Linked DNA regions of Mus musculus: region 1 is linked to region 2. A link is a contact called in public HiChIP or PLAC-seq data. All regions are on one chromosome and are shown on one strand. The core of a region is the stretch at or near the end of the contact, and the rest is flanking DNA. Distances in the headings are between cores, read along the strand shown. Region 1 holds the start of Chrac1 (chromatin accessibility complex 1). Region 2 overlaps Trappc9 (trafficking protein particle complex 9).

Region 1 (4,442 bases), core at 1,481-3,980, 46 kb after region 2:
TCTTCAGGAGCCAGGGTGCAGGAAGCAAGAGAGCAAGAAGCAAGAGAGAGAGAAAACGAAACCCCGTCCCTCTTAAGGAGCATTCTCCTTCGCCTCGGACGTGTCACTCCCTGATTGGCTGCAGCCCATCGGCCGAGTTGACGTCACGGGGAAGGCAGAGCACAAGTAGTCATAAGATACCCTTGGCACATGCGCAGATTATTTGTTTACCACTTAGAACACAGCTGTCAGCGCCATCTTGTAACGGCGAATGTGGGCGCGGCTCCCAACATTCCCTCATCCCTGCTCTTTGGGAATTCTCATTTCTCTGAACTCTCTAGACATCTTCCTGATTCCATCTCCTCCCGTCCTGAATCCAAACCCACTCAAAACAAACTGTACAAAAACAATCAGTTAAAGAGACAAGCCAAAACAAAAACCCTTGAGGGGCAATTGCACAGCATTTCTTTAGTTTTCTGGCCATGTCCTGTGCTTGCTGCTGGTTAAAATTTAATTTATAAGGTACCAGGTGGTGATAGGGTCAATGTCACATGCCTTTTAATCCCAGTCTTCAGGAGACAGAGGCAGGTGGATCTCCGTGAGTTCAACACCCGCCTGGTCTAGAGCTAGTTCCAGGACAGCCAAGGCTATGTGAAGAAACCCTGTCTTAGAAAACAACAAAAAAGAAAGAAGACAGATTGCAAAATAGGGAAACTTTATTCAAAGCAAAGCAATACAGATTAGGAGTGTGTGGTCAAGAAAACAGTGGGTCACATCAGTGAAGATACTCAGGGGCCTCACATTATTATTGCCCTAGCTTCAGAGATCTGAAGGGAGGGGAGCTAGTTACTAAGGGGGTATAGTTTGGGTGATTCACTATTTTGACAGATTACAACTTTTCTACCTTACATGCCCTCCAATAATGTTTGATTTTTAACTGCATGCACACCCAGTTGCAACTAGGCAATAAGATGGTAAAATGGGTTTTCCTAAGAGTTCACTTTAAGGACAGTTTGCTTTATTATGCATGCACTCCAAACTAGTTCTGGCTGGCCTCCTTCTCCTTTCATTACTAGAACACAACCAAATAGAATCTAAGTTTATACCAACTAAGTGGAGGAGAAACATTCCAGTGTTCAGAGCGGTGTGTGTTTGTGTGCCAATCCTCCCGTGCATGATGGGGAGAGTGGTACCATAGGCTATTAGTGGCATTGTTCAGAAGTGTGCACAGCCCAAGCCTAGTGGCATCCTAGCTTCCTAAAACAGTCCTATGCTTGTCTGCCTCACTTGGGTGAAAGGAAGCATGTGAAAGGCAGGCAAAACTCATCTTGTCTAACGGCTTTCCTTTGCTGCAGATCTGAGAACAAACATCACTTCTCAGAGGCCAGCTTACCAGTTATGACACTTCCCACTGGAAATGGTATTCTTTCCCCAGACATCTGGGTGAACATAGCCTTATTGAGAGCACGCAGCTAGCTTGCTCACCAACTGTGCCTTCGTGCCTGACACTAACACTGGATATAAGTTCTACATCTATGGTCTCAAACAACCTGGGATACAAAGTATTCAGGAAAAAAAACAAAACAAAACAAAACAAAACCCATCCCTGCTGACTGGACATGTAGAAATCTCTCATCATTGTTCCCTAACAGTCCAGCAACTACTCATATGGCATTCACGAAGCACTTAATCAAGAAGACATGGGTATTGTATGAGAATGTGCCTAGGCGTTATGCAGTTGTCGTCTTTTGTATTTAAGACTTTTCTGTCGGGCGTGGTGGCGCACACACTCCGGAGGCAGAGGCAGGGGGATTTCTGAGTTCGAGGCCAGCCTGGTCTACAAAGTGAGTTCCAGGACAGTCAGGGCCATACAGAGAAACCCTGTCTCAAAAAACCACACACACACACACAAAAAAAAAAAAAAAAAAAAAAAAAAGACTTTTCAGCATGTACAATTTCAGTATGTGTGGGGATCTTAGAACCAATCCCCCAATAGATACTGAGGGACAGTTGTATCTTATGTTTATTGGACTAGGATATACTACGGTAATGACGACACTAAAACCAAACATGATCCAATCTATAAAACCCTGCCGATTTAGTTCCTCCAACTATATTTAGTGCCATCTTAGGAGTTTTTGTTCTCTTCAGACCACATCAACTTTACTCTCCCAAGTTTACTCCACAGCTCATCTAAGCAAAAGTCCACGGTCTCACGGTTTCATCTGCCGTGGAGTCCCACTTTCTGATATTCTTGGACGCTCCCTCCAGACCACTTGATAGGATGTTTCTAATAGTCTTCATTCTAAAGTCATGGCCCATCTTCTTCAACAAGACCTTGTGTGGCCAGGCTGGCTAGAACTCTTGGTGATCCTTTTGGCATTGTGGTGGGATTACAGAAGACTCTAGGACCATTCAGTTCACCTGTCTGCTTAGCAGGCTAATCCCCATACGCCTCAAGAAAGACATGGGTAGTGGCCGCCTTTCCTCCCTATTCCTCTGGCCAAACTGTTGCCATGGTTCGTTTGATTCCCTCCAGAACATGACCTCCTAAGACATCTCTCCAGTTTTTGAAAGGACAAATCTGTGCAGCTCGGGACTGCCCGAGCAAGCACTCGGACGCCTGAGAGCGCTTCTTCCGGGAGACTGCCCCGGCGTTTCCGAGAGGGATTTTCCCGGGCGCCGGCTCCCAGGCTTTCGGGCCACCGCGCTCCACAGCGTCTGCGCAGGCGCGGCCGCGCGAAGCATCACGGGCCGCCCGGGACGGACGCGGAAGATGGCGGACGCGGCCGTGGGGAAGGAAAAGTGCGGGGACCAGCGGCTCGTGTCATTGCCCCTGTCCCGCATCCGAGTCATCATGAAGAGCTCTCCCGAGGTGTCGAGCATCAACCAGGAGGCGCTGGTGCTCACGGCCAAGGCCACGGTGAGCGGCCGGCGGGGCGACGAGAGGGGCGGGCGCGGGCACCAACCGCCCCTCGGGCTCCGCACACACGCGCCTTGGCCTTTGGCTGCCCTGCGGGGGCCGCGCGGCGCCTCTTTCTCTTGCGTCTGCGCGCTACACACCTCCTCCTCCCCTCCCGCGGGCTCAGCTCCGCCCACTGCGCCGCTTTCGCTCTGCAGGATCGTCTGGCTCCCAGCGTCCTCTGCGCCCCGCCTCCCGCGTCACTCCCCGCTGGGCCTCGCGCACGCGTAGTTAAGGGTTCGGCTGCGTGCGCGAGTTGAGGCGGGTCTATGTCGTGCGGGAGGTCGGGCTGACTCTGACTTCCCCCAGGAAGATGCGGGAAGGTTCTCCAAGCTTCCAGGACGGCTTGCAAGGCTGTCTAGGGCTCTTCAGCCCTCAGGACTCTGGAGGTAGTCAGAGTTTACGCAGACATCCGCTGTCACAAGTTAAATTATAACCGCATAGTCCCCTCCCAACACACATCGCTTTGTCTTCTTATTTTGTTCTATATTTCCAGCCATCTCTCAGTATGTTTTCCCTATCCTGGAGCTCTGTAAACCACCAGAATTACCTTGAACTCGAAAGAGATCTGCTTGTCTCAGCCTACCAAGTGTTGCTGGGGTTTAAGGCTTGTGCCACCACACCCTGCCACCTTGGTCTTGGCCCTTCTGAGTACGGCGATTAAAATTTCCTGACCCCACTCCTGGTTTAAAGTTTGGTTTCGATAGTGGTAGGCCGGGAACCTTATTGTTCTGAGACCCAGCCATGACTATTGGCTCTACCTTCTTTTCCAGCCTCTGCTTCTAGAACTTCATTCAGTGCGTGGCATTTTTTTTTTTTTTTTTTTTTTTTTACAATATTTTGGACTAGGGACAAAGGTACAAATCTTGTGACTGCAATAGAGTCAACCTTAAGTAGATCCTGATAAAATAACAATAGTTCCCCAGTATCTTTGGATTGGTCCTCCAAAGCCAAATACAAATCTTAGGATAACAAGCCCCTTTTAGACAGTGGTGTATATTTACATGTAAACTATACATGTCTCATTTCTAAATCATCTTAAGATCATGGTGGTGGCTGGGCAATGGTGGCGCATGACTTTGATCCCAGCACTTGGGAGGCAGAGGCAGGCGGATTTCTGAGTTCAAGGCCAGCCTGGTCTACAGAGTGAGTTCCAGGACAGCCAGGGCTACACAGAGAAACCCTGTCTCAAAAAAAAAAAAAAAAAAAAAAAAAAAAAACAACAACAACAACAACAAAAAAGTAGAACCTATTTAAAAACAAAAAACAAAAAAAAAGGAAAAGATCATGGTGGTCTTCCTCTTATTTCTGTGTGGTGCTAGGATTCACATTTTTTTTGTAAGCTTCATTCTAGTGTTAAGGACCTAATCACTATGCAGACAGTTCTCTGATCACGTACTAGCTGAGATAATACTGAACCCTGGGGAAGGTTCAGTTTTTATTTCTGAGCATTGGGCTCTTGTCAGTTCTGTACCTAGAAGGTATTTGGGCAAAATGAGAT
Region 2 (4,736 bases), core at 1,143-3,642:
CTGTTAACCCTGCATTGAACGAAGAGGAAAATGCCCCCTTATCTCTTCCCTTCCTACTTTCTAAGCTCAGGCTCCTCACTCTCCATCAACAAGTTTCAGAAACCCTCGTTTCACCAATAAACCAATAACAAGAGAATATGTGAGTGCTCTGACTGAGGTATCAAAGGTTTCAGAAGGAAATATAGTAATACATTAATACTCCCAGATCTCTCTGTCTCTTTCTTTCTCTGTCTCTCTCTGTGTATGCCTTTGTCTCTCTCTGTGTGTCTGTCTGTCTGTCTGTCTGTCTCTCTCTCTCTCTGTGTATGTGTGTGTGAGAGAGAGAGAGACAGAGGCAGAAAGAGACACAGAGAGAGAGACTGACTTATGAATTACAGGGCACTTATCAAAGCTAAGGAAGTGATGTTTAGAGGTGGTTTATACTGAAGCTGTAGCACAGTTGGTAGAGTATTTCCCTAGTATGCATAAGGCCCTGGGGTCAATTCCTAGCACTACATAAACTGGGCATGGTGACGTATGTCAGAAATTCCAGCACTCAGAAGAGACGATCAGGAGATCAAGGACATCCTTGGCTACATAGTAAGTTTGAGACCAAAATGGATAAGCCGTGACCCTGTCTCAAAGTGGACAGTGGAAGCTAGAAAAACGGCTCAGCAGTTAGGAGTATTGCTCTTGCAGAAGACCAAGATTCAGGTCCTGGCACCCACTCTATGCAGCTTACACCTGCCTGTAACTCCAGCTCTAGGGGATCTTCTGGCCTCTGAGAGCACTTGCATGCACACAGTATACACACATACATACATACACACACACACACACACACACACACACACACACACACACAGAAAGAGAGATCAGAGGTCACAGAAATCCCCCTACTGCTGCCTTTCAGGTGCTGGGATTAAAAGCATACGCCATCATATCAAGCTAGAAGACATTTTAAGTACAAGGGTAAAGAAAAAGACACCCAGAAAGTGCCAGGCAGTGGTGGCGCACTCCTGTAATCCCAGCACTTGGGAGGCAGAAGCAGGTGGATTTCTGAGTTCAAGACCAGCCTGGTCTACAGAGTGAGTTCCAGGACAGCCAGGACTGCACGGAGAAACCCTGTCTAAAAACCAAAAAGAAAAAAGAAAAAAAAAAAGACACCCAGAAGAAAGTAAGACGGACCTGAGAGAGCAAGTGAAGGTCTCCATCCTTTAATTTTATTTTTAAGACCAAGTTTTGTCTTGCTCAGTTACCAGGCAGCCCTTGAAGTTTGAACTTGCCAGCCTCCTACCTTAGCCTCCTCCATAACTAAGATTATAAACCCCAAGATTACAAATCTGCACACCAGGCCTCACTCATCTCTTACTTCTTTTTTTTTAAACATTTTTAAATACTTATTTATGTATATGAGTATACTATAGCTGTCTTCAGATACACCAGAAGAGGGTATCAGATCCCATTACAGATGGTCGTGAGCCACCATGTGGTTGCTGGGAATTGAACTCAGAACCTCTGGAAGAGCAGTCAGTGCTCTTAACCACTGAGCCATTTTTCCAGCCCCTTCTCTTACTTCTTAAGTGGATCTTTCTTCACAAAGCTATTTCTCCCTATTCTGACTCCTTAGAAATCAAACATAGAATGATGGATCCAACACCCAGCGTGAGGTGCATGCCTGCAATCTCAGTAATAGGGGTGGAAGAGAAGACAGGACCAAGTTCGAGGCCAGCCTGGGCTACACAACAAGACTCTCATCCCTCTTCCCAATGTGGTCACGTGGAATAAATCTTCTTTTTCCTGCTTCCCACCTTTAATTTGGTTCGACTGCCTTATTGAGGATGGGTGGCCAGAGCTGACTTGAAACACACAGTATCACGTAAAGGTCAGTAACACACCAAATGCATATAGATGAATCTTCACACCTTCACGCAACCACCTCAGCTGATCCGGAAGCCAGGATCTCCTCCAGACCCTAGATGGTGCTTGCTAATAAGCACAGGAGTGGAGATTTAAGACCTGGCAGGCAGCCTTCTTCTCATCTGCAAGGCGCTGCAGAGCTGTGACATCATGGCTAACCATTACCTAATACTCAAGAGAAAGTCCAGTTTCACTGCTGCTCTGATAGCAAATCTGCAACCCTCGCTCTGAGCTGACCAGAGAAAAACACATATATCCAGAAGGCTTTTTCCGGGTATGTACTGGGGATCAAATGAAGAAATCGTATTCAAGGAGCCTGGTTTTGGGTCCTCTTGTAGAAGCCGGAAAAAAAAAAAAAAAAAAAAAAAAAGCTTTAAAAATAATAAGTAAGTGCAACAGCGCCACCTATGGAACGTCCTGCAAGGATCCAGAATCTGCAGACCACAGGCAAAGTTCAGCTAGCACAGGCACTGGGCAGCTTCATAGAAAGATGGCACTGTTCAACAGCTAAAGTCTGACACCCGGATGTCAACCAAAGAGACAGGCTCCCGGAGGACAATCTACGAACAGGAAGGGGTCTCAGAACTGGTTCTTCTTACAGTCAGCTGCCAAACTTTCTCCCAGTCTCTGTATTTTTCCCTAAAGGCAACTGAGGGGGCAGGAAAGATGGCTGAGCGGTTAAAAGTGGTTACTGCTCTCACAGAGGATTAGAGTTTAATTCCACCGCCTTACAACTACCCTAATGCTCTCTTCTAACCTCCAAAGATACCCTCAAACATGTGAGTGGATACATACATACTCACAAATAAAAATTTAGGGGCTAAAGAGATGGTTCAGCAATTAGGAACACTGGCTGTTCTTCCAGAGGTCCTGAACTCAATTCCCAGTAGCCACACGGAGGTTCACGACATAAATAAATAAACCTTTTTTTTTTAAAAAAATAGCCGGGCACGGTGGTACACACCCATACATAAACCCAGCACTTAGAGACAAAGGCAGGAAGATGGGATTGTTAAAAATTCAAGGCCAGCCTAGTCTCTATCTCAAGCTCCAGGTCAGCCAGGACTACACAGTAGCACCCTGTCACATAAACAAACAGATCTGTAAAATAACCATGACTTCAGTCTGTCCTGTTTTCCCAGACACTCCTTAAACTCAGGCCGCTGAAAAAAGAGTTCACGGTGACAGGCAGGGGCTCTGTAAGAGGCCAACTCAGTTGCCACCTTAACTCAGCAGGGATTCAATCGCTGGGTGACAAGTCTCTGTCCCTTTAAAAAAAAAAAAAAAGAGTACTCGCTCCAACCCTCAAATGTTCCCACTGGGGAGTTGTAAAGCCCTGCCTGAGGCTGAGGAGCGCTGGTAGATATTTGGACTTTTTCTTTTCTTTCCTTTTTCTTTCCTTTTTTTTTTAAGGTTTATTTATTTATTATATGTAAGTACACTGTAGTTGTCTTCAGACACACCAGAAGAGGGTGTCAGATCTCGTTATGAATGGTTGTGAGCCACCATGTGGTTGCTGGGATTTGAACTAGGGACCTTTGGAAGAGCAGTCAGTGCTCTTAACTGCTGAGCCATCTTACCAGCCCCTCTTTCCTTTTCCTTTTTCTCTTTTTCCAGACAAGGTTTCTCAGTTTATCTCTGGCTGACCTGGAACTCCCTCTGTAGACCAGGCTGGCCTCAAATTCAGAGACCCACCTGCCTCTGCCTCCCAAGTGCTGGGATTGCAGGCGTGCACCACCACAGCCTGGCTCTGGACCATGCGTCATGTCAGTCCCCACCATCGAATGCCAGTGACAGAGATGAGAACCAGGTGTTCTACCAGCAAGCCACACCTCAGGCCTGTTTTGATCAATTTAATGGTAAGTAATATTACCAAGTTCAGAGAGAAGAAAAAGTAGAGGCCACCACTACTAAGAAACCTTTACAAGTCAATGGTAAGCACTTTCTTCCAGTTGACTATAGAATATTCTATACATTTTGGGGTGGGGGTCCTATATAAGGGACCCAGGTCCTCCCACGGTGCTAGGCAGGAACTCTACAAGTGGGCTACCTTCTCCATCTTGGTTGTTTTGTTTTGTTTTGTTTTGTTTTTTCAAGACAGGATCTCATGTAGTCCAGGCTAGCCTCAAATATACTATGTAGCTAAGCCTGGCCTTCCATTCCTAAGCCTCGCTCTGAGTATGGGAGCCCAGCATCATATCTGGCTTTCCAGCCCTAATTTTTTAAAGAAACTATATTTTGTCCTTTAGTTATAGACCTACAGGTCCACATCCAAATCTTCAGAATAAAGATCAGTGCCCCAACTTGTGAGCAGCATGAAGCTAGGATTGAAAGACTAAAAGAAAGAATGAAGGGGAAAAAAAAAAACTACAAAAATTTTTTAATCTTTAAAAATTTTTTTTCTTAAGATTTTATTTTTATTTATTTATTATATGTAAGTACACTGTCGCTGTCTTCAGACACTCCAGAAGAGGGAGTCAGATTTCATTATGGATGGTTGTGAGCCACCATGTGGTTGCTGGGATTTGAACTCCAGACCTTCGGAAGAGCTATTGGGTGCTCTTACCCACTGAGCCATCTCACCAGCCCTTAAATTTTTTTAAAAGGGAAAGAAATGCCCCCTTTTCCGAGGAAATGCACTTGAAACTATTCAGCCAGGGTCTGTGAGGTCTGAAAGTGTTCAGCTGAATTCCTGGGGCCTGGAGAAGCAGCTTGTGGTGAGAAACTCCTACACGCTTACGGAGAGCACAATTCAGTTCCCAGCCACCACGTGATACAGCTCACAACTGCCTGCAACTCTAGCTCCCAGTGATGCAAGATTGTCTTCTGACCCCTGC

What was found. HiChIP or PLAC-seq counts read pairs in DNA pulled down with a chosen protein or histone mark.
Region 1: an H3K4me3 HiChIP or PLAC-seq map of the SCID.adh cell line shows a contact between it and region 2, with 16 read pairs. The contact joins the promoter of Chrac1 here to the enhancer-like site in region 2. A contact is called at or near these places in 4 of 39 promoter capture datasets (cranial neural crest, frontonasal cranial neural crest, macrophages and 1 more), 3 of 115 datasets of contacts at active chromatin or transcription factors (the SCID.adh cell line and embryonic stem cells) and 3 of 9 other capture datasets (adipose tissue, liver and pancreatic islet).

Annotation. Positions count from the first base shown.
Region 1 is chr15:73,087,682-73,092,123 of GRCm38.p6, forward strand. It overlaps Chrac1 (chromatin accessibility complex 1), which reads left to right and starts at 2,731. Exons shown (of 3, transcript NM_053068.3): 1 at 2,731-2,902. The coding sequence starts at 2,756.
Region 2 is chr15:73,042,394-73,047,129 of GRCm38.p6, forward strand. The region is part of intron 4 of Trappc9 (trafficking protein particle complex 9); the gene reads right to left. Among named protein-coding and RNA genes, the nearest start is that of Trappc9, 16 kb to the right of the region's middle. Within about 2 kb of position 2,393, at least 24 of the 459 cell types and tissues checked have an H3K27ac peak or open chromatin away from gene starts, as enhancers often do. A contact at or near this core is called in the SCID.adh cell line, where this site is marked.